Regions from separate parts of the Mus musculus genome. Here region 1 is linked to region 2. The links are chromatin contacts, called in public promoter capture Hi-C maps. All regions are on one chromosome and are shown on one strand. The core of a region is the stretch at or near the end of the contact, and the rest is flanking DNA. Distances in the headings are between cores, read along the strand shown. Region 1 holds the start of Rac2 (Rac family small GTPase 2). Region 2 holds the start of Bop1 (block of proliferation 1).

Region 1 (6,198 bases), core at 2,705-5,204, 2.1 Mb after region 2:
AGGTGTCCCCATCTGAGAATATGTGTGCCAACCTCATTGGAAGAAAGTTCATCTCAGAGGAGGAAGTCCCAGTGACAGCCCGGCCCCAGCTACCACCTGAACAGGACATGGTGATTGATCGTGGACAGACCTGAGGGCCCTCGGCACCTGACCGGCTGGCCAGCAGTGCGGTCTGTCATGGGCCGCTAGGACACTGGAAAGCCTCTGACTTCCACCTCCCACCTCCTCACAGGGACACTGCTTCCCAAGGCTTGGATCTCCCAGTCCAGGGCTTGCCTCTGGTAGAAAAGGAAACTGAGCTCGTGGGCTCAGAGGAAGAGTGAGTGCTTGGAAATCCTTGAGCAAGTGGGTTCTCGGGGCTGCCTGAGCAGGTAAAGGCAGGCTAGGGCCTTGACTCAGGGACAAGAACAGCATCAGCACACCTGGTGACAGTGACCTTCAGCCATAATCCCCTTTGATCCTGTTCTTGCTCAGGTCTAGCCTCAGTCCTCTCTGACTTATAAGCCTAATGGCAGGAGTCATTCATGCTTTGTGTACCAGGGAAGTTTTTAGTCTTCATTCAAATCAGGATGCAGTTGGGCAGAAATCGGTGTCCAGCTGCCTGCCCAGCCCCTCTGGCTGCCCCCTGCTGGGTCCTTCAGCTTAGCCAGGTATTAGAGGCAGCTGAATCCTCTGTTCCAGAAAGGGATCCCTATAGAGCCGGACTAGGGACTTGGAGCGGAGCCTTGGTTTGGCACTGGTTGGGTGGTGGCTCCTTTGATAGTGTGGGAAGCTTTGGGCTCAGGATACTATCCCTCTGTATATCTCTGCTTTCTACTCCAGGCAGGGCTTCCATGAAGATAAAAATGAAGGCCCCGGTGAGATACTGAAGGCAGACAGGCTGAGTGACCCAGGGGGACAAGCCTCATAGCTGCTATTGGCTATTGGCCATCAGGATATTGTAACACCCATTTCCCTTGAGGACCCAATGCAATCACTAGTGTGGTATCCTGTACAGGGCCACCAACCCAAAGGCATTCTAACTAGATGCTAGTGGTGAAGACTTCTCTGGATCTCGTCACCTCGAGGCACAGATATCACTTATGAGACATATGTATATTACACAATGTATCAACCACTTTCTTGAGAAGCCAAGGCCTTCTCAACATATGGGTCCTTGGTCTTGAGAGAGAGCTGGCAAGCTCCTCTGGCGATTGACAGGCCTTTAGCCTTGAAGGCTTCCAGGAGGGCACCATGGATAGGCCTGGAGGGTGTAGGTATGAGAATGAGACAGGAAATCACCCTAGGGCATTTCTGGCAGGGAGAAGAGCTGGTGCAAAGGTCCTGCGGTAGGTTTGCCTAAGGATCGTTGATCCAATAAAGCAAAACAGTGGGTAACATCTCTAGAAGGGAAGATTGGGGGATACTTGAAGAGCTTGAAATCTATGCAGGAAGCTGGGGAGCTGCTCTGTGAGTATGGGGATGCTCTGAGACTCTTCTGACACCTGCGGACTCCTTGTGTATCATGTGGGAGCGGATGGCTACATCCTGCACCAGAAGATAGGCTTCCCACAGACCACAGCTAGCACTGTGCCCACCCCAGCACACGGGTCCCCAGACACTGCTGCTAAGTTTCTGAGGTACTCTTCCTCCCTCACCTCCATAGCCCATCTCCACCCCTCTTTCTCCTCCTGGCTGGCTTGAAGGACATATTCCTTCCTGTCCTTTTACGCCTTCCCACCCCACAGTCCCTCTGCCTTCTGGAGCCTCTGCCTCCTTAGCATACATTCTAAGACTTAGCATAAGTCACTGCGTTGCATGTCGGATCACCAGCCAGCTTCCCCACAATGGAGAGTCTCTCTAGCCTTACCAGCCTACTTGGTCTCAGGCCCCCACAGGGGACAGCCCCCAAGAAGCCACTCACACAGTGGGGATGTATTCTCCAGGGAAGGCGTTGGTGGTGTAGCTGATGAGAAGACACGTCTTGCCCACGGCTCTGAAAGACAAGAGACAAGATGCAGGAGAGACCAAGGTCATAGCTCCCCTTCACCAAGGTCAAGATGAAGGGGAGGCGGGAACTGTACTCAGGCTCCAGTCTCCCAATCCCAGACACCCCATACCAGTGTGCTCTACCCCGTGCAGTGCCCATAAAGAACCTGACTTCAGTCTTAGCCATGGGTGTGAGCCACACATCTGAGGAGAACTCCAGTACTGTACATGTACCAGTGTGTGGGATACAGGTGATAGGCACAGATGACCATGGGGCCGAACAGAGGACCCTGGAGAGCTGGGTAAGACTGTCACGTGTCTCTCTTAAGCTTCAGATCCTGCCTCCATCATTTGCCATCTACACAACTTTGCAAGTCACCTAAGCACCTTGTACCTCAGTTTCCCCATGTAGACAACAAGGACAAGCCCATCTTCCCAGTAAAATAACTGATACTTCTAAGACACTGAACCCGGTGCCATAGAAGTGGCACCAACTAATGACTGTTAGGGACTGCCCATCGCCCCTCTTTGAAGTCAGAGGGGCCTGGGTTCAAATCCTCTGCCTCCAAGGCAGGTTATGTAACTTTTCGGAGTTTTGGTCTTTCCCACCTGTAAAACGAACTCTGTGATGGTAAGTAGGGTTGGTGGAAGACAGATCATACAGAGAGCCACAGCCCGGTGACCACATACAAAAGAGAAATGGGATAAATGGAGATGACCACCATTTAAGCTATCTCCCTGCCAAGCTGGGAGGTCACCCAGGTCATTCAGCAGGAAGCTGAGAGGCCAGAGGGACAGCTCCGGGCCTTCCCCAGTACAATTCCGTTAAGTCACTTCCCACTCGAGGAGGTTGCTCTGCTGTCCCTGCCCCCTAAACCTCTGCCCTCAAGCCCCAGCCTGCCACCCAGGTAACTTTGAATGCATAGAATCATTGACTTCCGGCCCTCCGTGTCCGCCCCCTCCTCCCCCAGATCAGACACAAAGCAGAAGTGAGCAGAGCAGCTGCCACAGATAACGGCTGACACCCTAGCGCGGTGGCGGCTGCAGCAGCGACCAAGTCGGACCTAGTCAGCTGAGGAGGTAGATAGCCTATGCCACCAGCAGAGCCAAAGTGTGTGTGACCTTGGGACCTAAGCCAGGAAAGGTCTCCAGGCCTCAGCCCCTCCCCGTTTCGAACTGAAGATGGCTGTCTAGTACATGTGAGGATGGATCTAGCGGGACCCAAGATAGACTTGAGGACTGCACCCTAATGTGTCGGAATATATGGGAGACACATGAAGAAACTCAGGCCTTGGGTTATGAGAGCCTGTGGTCCCAAGATCTGACAATGACTATCAGACTTTAGCAGGGCTGCAGCCAGCCTGCCCTCTGGAGTCCTTAAGAGCAGAGGCTGGACTGAGAGTCAGAAAGCTTGGAGATTGCCAGAAGTCCCCTAGGCCCAGCAAGACAGCAACTAGAGCCTGGGCCAGCCTGGGAAACAAAGGTCCGAAGGGCAAGCTGCTGATTTCCCTCCTCGTACCTGTACCCTGAACTGATGCTGGCCCGGTAGGAGCCCTGTCCCAGCTCTCAGGGTACAGGCAAATAGCAGCACCCCACCCACAGTCCAGGCCCTCCACCCAAGTAGCTTCCGGAGTGGGGTAGGCTGAAGGACAGGGAGCAGTCCAGACCCACCCCAAATGTTCCTTGTAAGCCCTTACAAGGAAAGGAAGCGACTTTCCCCAGAACCTCCTGGGAGCCCTGAATCTGTGGGTGTACCAGGGAGGATCTCAGAGGCATCCTGGTAGGGGTGGGAGACAACTCAGCCAGGTACTTACCCATCACCCACCACCACACACTTGATGGCCTGCATTGCATCTGAGGCCCAGCAGCCAGGGATGACAGTTGGGGGCCAGGAGCGTTGCTGTGGACACCAGTGGTATGGAGTGGCTAGGAGGTACCCGGCAGTGAGGAGCAGCACCCCAGCTCAAGAGGCGGGAGGAAACGGAAGAGGAACTTACCCAAGCTGCTGCCCCACAGCCTTGAGGGGGTGGAGCATGCGGTCTGGAAGAGGACCTGGGGCCCCACAGGTGCTAGGTTGGGCCCAGGCCACCAAGGGCACTTGACTTAGGCTCCAAAGGGAACCCAGGCACCCTAGAGAATTGAAGATTCACTTCCTAAGCCAGGGCAGGGACAAAGTTGCTCTCGAAGAATCTGCATCCTCCAAGAAGTCAGTTGGCCTGACTCCCATGGGCAAACACTTGAGTGCCTACTGTGTATCAGGCATTGTGTTGGGAGCTGGTGACTCTAAAATGCAGGAAGCCAGGTTGTCCTGGAGTTCCTGCTCTGTAGAGAAGGCAAACCACACCACAGGTGCTGTGAGCAAGGCAGGAGACATGGGCCAAGGGAGAGCTACAGAGTGACCTCAGAGTCACCAGCAGGGAAAACTGGTGGCTATGACGTGTGATGTCAAACAAAGTTGGCCCGGGGGGGGGGGGTGCTGCCTAAGCAAGGGCCAGTGTGTAGAGAGAAGGCAAAGGAGGGGGAGGGAAAGAGAGAAGGGAAGAGGTAGAGGAGAGGGGAGAAAAGGAGGAAGGGGAGGAAGGGGGGAAATTGGGAGGGGAGGAAGTGGAGGAAAAGGGGGAGGAGGAGGAAGGAGAGGAGGGAGGATAGGGAAAAGGGAAGGAGTTGGAAGAGAAGGAAGAAGAGGAGTAGTGAGAGGAGGAGGAGGAGGAGGAGGAGTGAGAGGAGGAGGAGGAGGAGGAGGAGGAGGAGGAGGAGGAGGAGGAGGAGGAGGAGGAGGAGGAGGAAGAGTCAGGGACAGATGCAGTAGAGCAAGCTGGTAGAAGTTTGGCAAGTCCAAACCTTCTCACAGCATGGTGCAATCTAAGCTTTCAGGAAGCTGAGACAAAGGGATTGCTGGGAGCTTGAGTCCAGGATTCAGAGTGAGAGTTCCAAGGCAGCCAGAGCCATCGAGCGATACAGCAAGATCCTAGCTGGGAAACCACTCCAAACCGAAAATCCTACCTACAAACTGTCGTAGGCTTCTTGCCGTTTTGATGATATCAACTACACTCGCCTTGTGTTGGGCATTTGTGTTTATAAGTGTTTGGTTGGGTGTTTGTGTTTGCAGGTGTTTTGTTGGGCATTTGTGTTTTTAGTTGTTTATTGGACTTTTGGGTTTCCTATTACACAAGTTACTATTTGTGTATTTGTCCATTTCTCTACTGGAGTATTTTTTCCCCTCATATTTATTTGGAGAAGTTCGGTGTTTGATTTTTCAAGTGTGAATTGCTATAACCGTTTCATAGTTCATTTCCAGTATGTGGAATTATTTTTTTTGAAGCTGTGATATTTATAAAGGTTTATTTGTATGTGGTCAACTTTAATTTTTCTTCCCTAATGATTGATACTCTTTGAGTGATTCTTTCTTAAGCATTCCTATGCAATTTCACAAAGATATTCTACAAAGTGTGTACAGTTTCTGTCTACAGACAGTGACCTTGATACACAGAGTGGATTTTAGATGACAAAGGGGCTGCTAGTAGGTTTTGTGAGATGTTGATTTGATTTCTCTAGGGCTTTCTTAGTTTCTATTCCTATCACTATGAAAAAAAAATACTCCGACCACAGCGACAGAAGGGAGAAAGGGTTTATTCTGGTTCATGGTTCAAGGTTAGAATCCATCACAGTGGGGAAGTCGTCAGAGTAGCAGGAGCTTGGAGCAGCTGGTTGCCCACAATCAGGAAACAACGATGAGCGCATTGCTGCTCAGATCCTTTCTTCATTTAACACAATGCAGTTTCCCAGCCTACAGGATGGTGCCACCCACAGTGGGCTGATCTTCCCACCTCAAATCGATGTGCTCCAGATGTCTTTCTCCCAGGTGACTCTGTCGTGCTGACAATGGACACAGACCATCATCCCAGAGTGCCATCTATTAAACAAAGTTCTACCTATCTTTTCCCAGTGAATGGGCAGTCAAGAAGCCTCGTGGACCAAGACTGTCACCTGCAAACCAAACCTTGGCCCCTTTCTCTGCTAGTCCTCCCATCCACCCAGGGGCTGACACAAGCCTGCTTCAGTTACCCCAGCTCCAAGCCTAGGAGAAACGTGCCTCTCTTACATTCCTTCAGGATTGTTCTAGTGTTTGATGAATCTCTGCTCTTCCATCTACACTGTGGAATAAGCTCAAGCAAATGACATAAGAGTCCTGGGCTGTCCTGCGTTCAACCTGCAGCAGCGAGTAGGGAC
Region 2 (6,276 bases), core at 1,051-3,550:
TGCCACCTGGAAGCAGGTGCCTCTGGTCACACACTTCCGTCTGCGCCGAAACCACTCACCCGGCCTGGAACCCTCCTCCTCTCCTGCCTCTGTGGACAGAACCTGCCCTCGGAGCAGACACACCAGTCCCCAGAGCCGTGCAACAAACAGAGGGAACCTTTCAAGAACACACTGGCTTTGTGGGGATCAGTTTCTTCTCACTGTGCCACCAAAACCAAGTTTCCTCCACGGACACACTCCACACCCTACTGTCACCTAAGGGTCCTGAAACTGACACCAGCTTGGAATGGGACCCTGGGCCTGGGGGGGATTAGAACTCCCTGGAGGCTCTGACCAGCTGCAACAGGAGGCTTCTTTACCCTGACGACCAGGACCAAGCCCTGACGGACAAGTCGGAAAGCTGAAGATTAGCAAGATAAGCCTATGTGTTGGTTTGAATGACAAGAGCCCCCCACCCCCCTATACGCTCATACATTTGAATGTTTGGTTCCCAGGGGATGGATTGCTGAAGAAAAATTAGGAGGCGTTGGTAGGTCACTGGGCGTGGGCTCTGAGGCTTCAAAAATCCACATCAAGCCTAGAATCCCTCCCTCTTCCTCTCTCCCAGCTCATCAAGATATAAGAGAAGCTCTTAATTGCTGCTCCAGCACAATACTCTCTGCCATGGTGGTCAAGGACCAACCCGCTAAAACTGCAAGCAAGCTTCCAAGTAAGCTCTTCCTTTGATAAGGTGCCTTGGTCTTGGTGTTTCATCCCAGTGCCAGACAAACAAACCATCTGCTGTCTTTTTTTTTTTTTTTTTGAACAGAGAATCCTGTGAGTACAGCCCTAGAGGCCACTTTACAACGAACACAATAAGACATTCAAGCATTGTGAACAGTTTTCTATCACTGACCTCCAAAAGTTGAACAAGTACTTGAACACTGGAGGAAGCATGTGACTGCACCTAGTACTCACACTGTAGACCAAGCTGACCTCGAACTAACGGAGGTCATCTGTCTCTGTCTTCTGAGTGCTGGGATTAAAGATGGGTGCCAATGCCGCTGGCTAGTTCTTGTCTACCTGAGTGGCCTTCGCTGCCAATCATCACAGTGATCACCTGAGTTTCCATAGATGTCACACTGACATTCTCTTATTATTGACATCTCTAAAACTACGCTACTTGTCATACTAACAAGTAAAAGTACTGCACGCAGTTAGGGCATAAACAACTGACTATTAAAGGCTTACTGCCTAGAACTACACAGAGGGAAAAGCTTAGGGGCGTTTCATAAAACAAAGGGACAACTTACGTAGTGGTTCTCAACCAGTGGGTCACAATCCCTCTGGGGCGAGCAACCCTTTCATAGACTATCCTGCATATCAAATAATTACGATTCATAACAGTAGCAAAATTACAGTTATGTTTTCTTTTTGGTTTTTTCGAGACAGGGTTTCTCTGTGTAGCCCTGGCTGTCCTGGCACTCACTTTGTAGACCAGACTGGCCTCGAACTCAGAAATCCACCTGCCTCTGCCTCCCAAGTGCTGGGATTAAAGGCGTGTGCCACCACCACCCGGCAAAATTACAGTTATGAAGTAGCAGCGAAAATGATTTTGTAGTTGGGAAATCACCGCAACACGAGGAACCGTATTAAAAGGGCCACAGCATTAGGAAAGTTGAGAACTTTGAGGATCCAATTCAGTGGAGTCAGCTGTGCATGCCTTCTACCACCTACATTTGATGAATGTAGCAAGCCTACTGAGCTTAGCAACATGGACTAGCAATGGTTCCATGACAACCAGTTCTGGATGCCCTGGGTTCCAATCAGACTTCCATAATCTCAAGTCCTCTTTTGATTCACAACACACCTGACATGCTGGCTTGGTAGCACAGCACGAGCGCAATTACAACCTTTCCCAGGACAGGAAGCACAGATGGAAGGTCCAGAGACTATGGTGAGGGGACTCTTAAAGGTCTCTCCCTTAACACGGTTCAAGCCACAGAACTATCCCCCGGGTTCCAGCGCCCCTCGGCGCAAGTAATGTTCTGCTGAGAGTTCCAAAATAACAGCCCAGACTGGACGATCAGGCTCTAGGCGACCCACACGACACTACACGCTGCGCCACGGCCCGGCCTCCCTGGTCTTGCCAAGTGCCTGCATGGTTCCCAGAGGGATGCTGTCCGCTACTTGGAAGTTACCTCTTGTATCTGCAGCTCCTGATCAGGTTCCAAACGTCGTTTCCCCGGCAGCGATGCCGGTGACATGTGGGGCTTACCACACGCCCCCGCCATGCTGCGCCGCGCCGGCTACCGATCTACTGCCGCTTCCGGCAGCGGGAGCGCCTCGTGTGCCCCCAGCCAGGCTCCGCCCTACCAGGCTCTGATTGGTGAGCAGCCCGGGTGAAGCCATCTTGCGCAGGCGTAGGGTGCGGCGCAAGGGCTGGGCCGGCAAAGTAGGCAGGGGAGATCACGGCGCCTGCGCACAGAGGCTACAGGTCTGGCCCTAGCGAGAGCGCGCCGGTCGCAAGATGGCTGCGGCCATGCGAGGCCTTGCTGTGTGTGCGCAGCGGGCGGCGGAGCGGCCCGGACGGCAGGGGCAGCGACGACACTAGCTCAGCCTTCAGCCACTCTTCTAAAAGGCCACCCCAGCCTCTGCCTGCTTTCGTCCGAGATGGATCTGGCCGTGGGCCCCGGTGCAGCGGGGCCCAGCAACGTCCCGGCCTTCCTAACCAAGCTGTGGACCCTCGTGAGCGACCCGGACACAGACGCGCTCATCTGCTGGAGCCCGGTAGGAGCTGGCATGGGCCGGAGCGGCCTTCGAGGGAGGGTCCTGTGGCGGGAGGGGACCTGCTTCGGAGAAAGCGGCCTGCGAGTTAGTCGGGCTCGCCCGGGTTCAGCCATCCTGGCATCCTAGAGGGAGGACGCCGCTGTCTGGGGAGGAAGTGCGCCCCGCCCCCAGAGCCACTCACGGAGAGTAGGCCGAGACCCCAAATCATCCTACATTTCACCCGGACAATAAGGACGGGGCTTCCAGTACAGGGTCTTTGCTCACAGAGAAATAGTTCCCAGAGTCCGTCTGCGTTTCTGCTTTTTAGGCAATCATTCAGAATAAGTGGAAGGCCTAAGGAATGCATGAGAGAAGAGCGAGAATAGGAGGATGTGGAGCCTAAGCTCAGCCCCGATAGTCTCCAGACGCCAGAGCAGTTTTGCCCGGCCCTCCAAGGGCCGTGTCGAACCCTGTTCTGTTGCCTGGCAGCGGACTGTGTACACCGCACACCCTGCTGGCCCTGCATCTCTGGCTGGCTTGCAGAGGTCGTTCCGTGTTTGTGTTAAGTTGGAAAGTAGAATCTGCTGTTCACATGTGGATTCTGAGGGCCAGAGCGCGCAGAGCTAGCCGATGGTGGTGGCCTGAAGACAGGCCACCCTGATTCAATGGGAACCTTTGGAGGGATGGAGGCGGCTAGGTGCCACCACCTTGACCTTCTGCAAGCCAAATCTGGCGGGTCTCTCGGTCTCTGCGGAGCACTGCCCCCTCGCACAAGTTTCTTAAGCTGGCAAGAATGGAGAAAAGGCCTGGGTGGCAGATGGAGGCCAAGGCTTCTGGCTCTCAGTTGCCTGTTTGTTTAAACTCTGCTCTGCCTAAAGGGTGTTTTGGGAATAAAGAGAAGACTAGAAAGCACGGAACTTCACTTTTCACGAGACGGTCTTTGTGATTATCCCATGGGCTATCCGTGGGCCGCGTTGTTTTCCTGAATGCCATATTCAGTTCACAGCCTGTCCTGGATTTCATACACCTGGGCAGAGAGTATGATCTTACCTTTCTATCTTTCCCCAATTTACCCCCCTCTGTTTTCTTTGACTGAAGGGGAGCTTTCTTACCTAGGTCCAGTAGGACTACCAGGTAGCCTCTGGAATAGTCTGAGCTTAATCCTATTAGGAAGATCCATCCTGTCTGCTGTTTCTGCTTATAGATTGGTACAAATGTGGGCGAGGTGTCAGTGTAGGTTCTTCCAGGACAGGGTGTTCTGATGAGGGCCTCTCAGTGTGAGGATGGAGCTGATCTGCCCTGTCACCTCCTTCCATCCACACAGCTGCAACTCATCTGTGAGCCTTGTTAGCGTGCTGGGAGTCATGGGCAAGTAGTCTGTACTGAGCAGCAGTGGACTGCTATAAGACACGCTGTAAGCAGTGGAGCTGGTATAAGAGACGGTGGTCAGTGGGAGCTGGCATGACCCTGAGTACAAAAAACAAGCTCTGACGTAGAAGTAGAAAAAAGAAAACCCTTGTCTAGGCCATCCAGGGACAGCAGAGCTTCTTGGATCTGGCTGTCTGTTCACAGGTAGGAATTCATGCTCCTGACCCGTGGCCTGTGGGGCATGTACATTGTCTTGGTAGCCTCTTAACAGCATTCCCTGCGGGCCCACTGATCAGGAAGTTTGAGGTCCACATTCTTACTCAAACTTGCAGATAAAAATTGTCTTACCCTTCTCAGGCATATCCTCCTCCTTGAGGGGCCAGGGAGCCTGTCTAGCCCCAAAAGTCTTTGAGCTTTGCTCGGTTCGGCTCCTCATTCCTGCTACAGGAGACAGAACAGATCTCTACCTTTCTCCAGTTCCATGGTTCCACTCCCCGTCCCCGGCCCGCCTTCAGTTACAGGTGCTCCACAAGAACCTCAGGCCATCCAGAGGGTTCCTCAGTCAGGTCCCACGGGACAGCACACCCTTGACCAGATTTAGGATCCCAGTAAGATCCCTGCAGGCGCGTGAACGTGGGTGTGGATGGTCCTCTCTCAGTAGGCTTCTCTTTTTACCCTGTACCAAAGGTGCCTCCAGATTCCGTGCCCAGAGATGCAACAAGTAGGTCGGGACAACAAGTAGGTCGGGCTAAACAGTGAATCCATAGGGTCATTTCTCAATCCTGGCTTTCTCTCTGTGCTTCCTGTGTCCCCTCGGTCAGACACTTGCTAGCATTGTTGGAGAGCCACCTCGGTGCATTTTGAAATGGGGAATGAAGCCCAAATAAAAAAGCCAAAGCTTAGAACCTGTATCTAGCTTTATCCAAATTTTGTAAGATCATTTTGCCCCACCCGTTTTAGAAATATTAAAAAGAAACATGAGAAATAAGTTTGTCTAACTCAAAAGAGTACAGATGGTGGTAGTTTGTGTGTGTGTGTGTGTGTTTTAATTTTCTTCTAGTTTTTAGAAGGTGAATGTTTTTGTGTGTGGTGTGGTTTTGTGTGGTGTGTGTGTGTGCGTGTCACTGAACTTGGAACTTGCCTTTAGTCAGCTTGACTGGCTGGTCAGCAAACCCCAACAATCCTTTCGACTCCACACGGTGCTGGGCCTGCAGACACGCACAGCCACACCCAGCTTTGCATGGGTACTAGGGAATCCAAATTCAGACTCGAATGCTTCCTACTTAACCATCTCTCCATCTCCTGAGCGTGTTTAACCTACTACCCAACCCAAGCAGTGTCGTTCTACTAGGTGCAAAGAGATGGAGACCAGGCCCCACTTGCCCTTTGTCCTGGCTTTGGTCTGCTAGCCCCAGGAGCTACCTGAGGGGCTTGAGAACCAGGAAGACGGCCACATGATTTGTGCCAAACAAGTGCTGGGGCTGGGAGAGACTGAAGCCTTAAATAGTCAGGGAGGTAAAAAAAGAAAAGAAAAAAAGGAATGAAGTCTCATTTTTAAGATATCCCCTGCTCTTTGGTAGCCTTTCCAGTGCAGGATCTTCGTGAATTTTGTTGCTAGGTGCCTCTCTGGTCTCACCCTAATCCAGCCCAGTGATGCGGTTCTCTTCTCTGAGAACAGCAATGGCTGGGTTGAGCCTCTGGGGGGACCCTGTCATTGAAGAAACTGGAACCACTTAGCAAGGGTTCTTGAATACCAGTGCTCGCTTGGACAGCCACAGTGGAAGAGCTGGGTCCCGGGGTAGGCTGTTGGAGACCAAGCAGTCTGTGCAGTGATACAGGAGCAGGGCACCCATCCGCCTCAGTGTTCTTCATGGGATCACATGAAGCGTGTTAAAGCAGAGGCTCAGCCATGGCTGATATCCAGAACTCCTAGGACAAGCAGGGCCACTCCCGTTATCCGGGCTCTGACAGCCAGGTGAGCTCATTCTCAGATGCTCAAGAGGAACTAACAGGCCCAGCGGCCCCTCCCTTCCATACCTGGCAGCCGACTCAGAATGTCAGAGGTCATGTATACCAGAGGTGAGTTGTGATGTGTGCTGCAGGTTCCGGAGGCTCCGGTACTTCCAGCAGTAACAGTCAGGCAGTGTTGCACAACAGCCT

The links. Promoter capture Hi-C pulls out the DNA fragments that hold promoters and counts their contacts.
Region 1: a promoter capture Hi-C map of pre-B cells shows a contact between it and region 2, with 3 times the contacts expected there. The contact joins the promoter of Rac2 here to the promoter of Bop1 in region 2.

Annotation. Positions count from the first base shown.
Region 1 is chr15:78,568,829-78,575,026 of GRCm38.p6, forward strand. Rac2 (Rac family small GTPase 2) reads right to left here and starts at 3,955. Exons shown (of 7, transcript NM_009008.3): 1 at 3,783-3,955; 2 at 1,904-1,975. The coding sequence starts at 3,817. It overlaps Gm36738 (predicted gene, 36738), which reads right to left. Exons shown (of 2, transcript NR_155437.1): 2 at 5,583-5,844.
Region 2 is chr15:76,474,949-76,481,224 of GRCm38.p6, forward strand. Bop1 (block of proliferation 1) reads right to left here and starts at 2,301. Exons shown (of 16, transcript NM_013481.2): 1 at 2,181-2,301. The coding sequence starts at 2,273. Hsf1 (heat shock factor 1) reads left to right here and starts at 2,414. Exons shown (of 13, transcript NM_001331154.1): 1 at 2,414-2,769. The coding sequence starts at 2,653.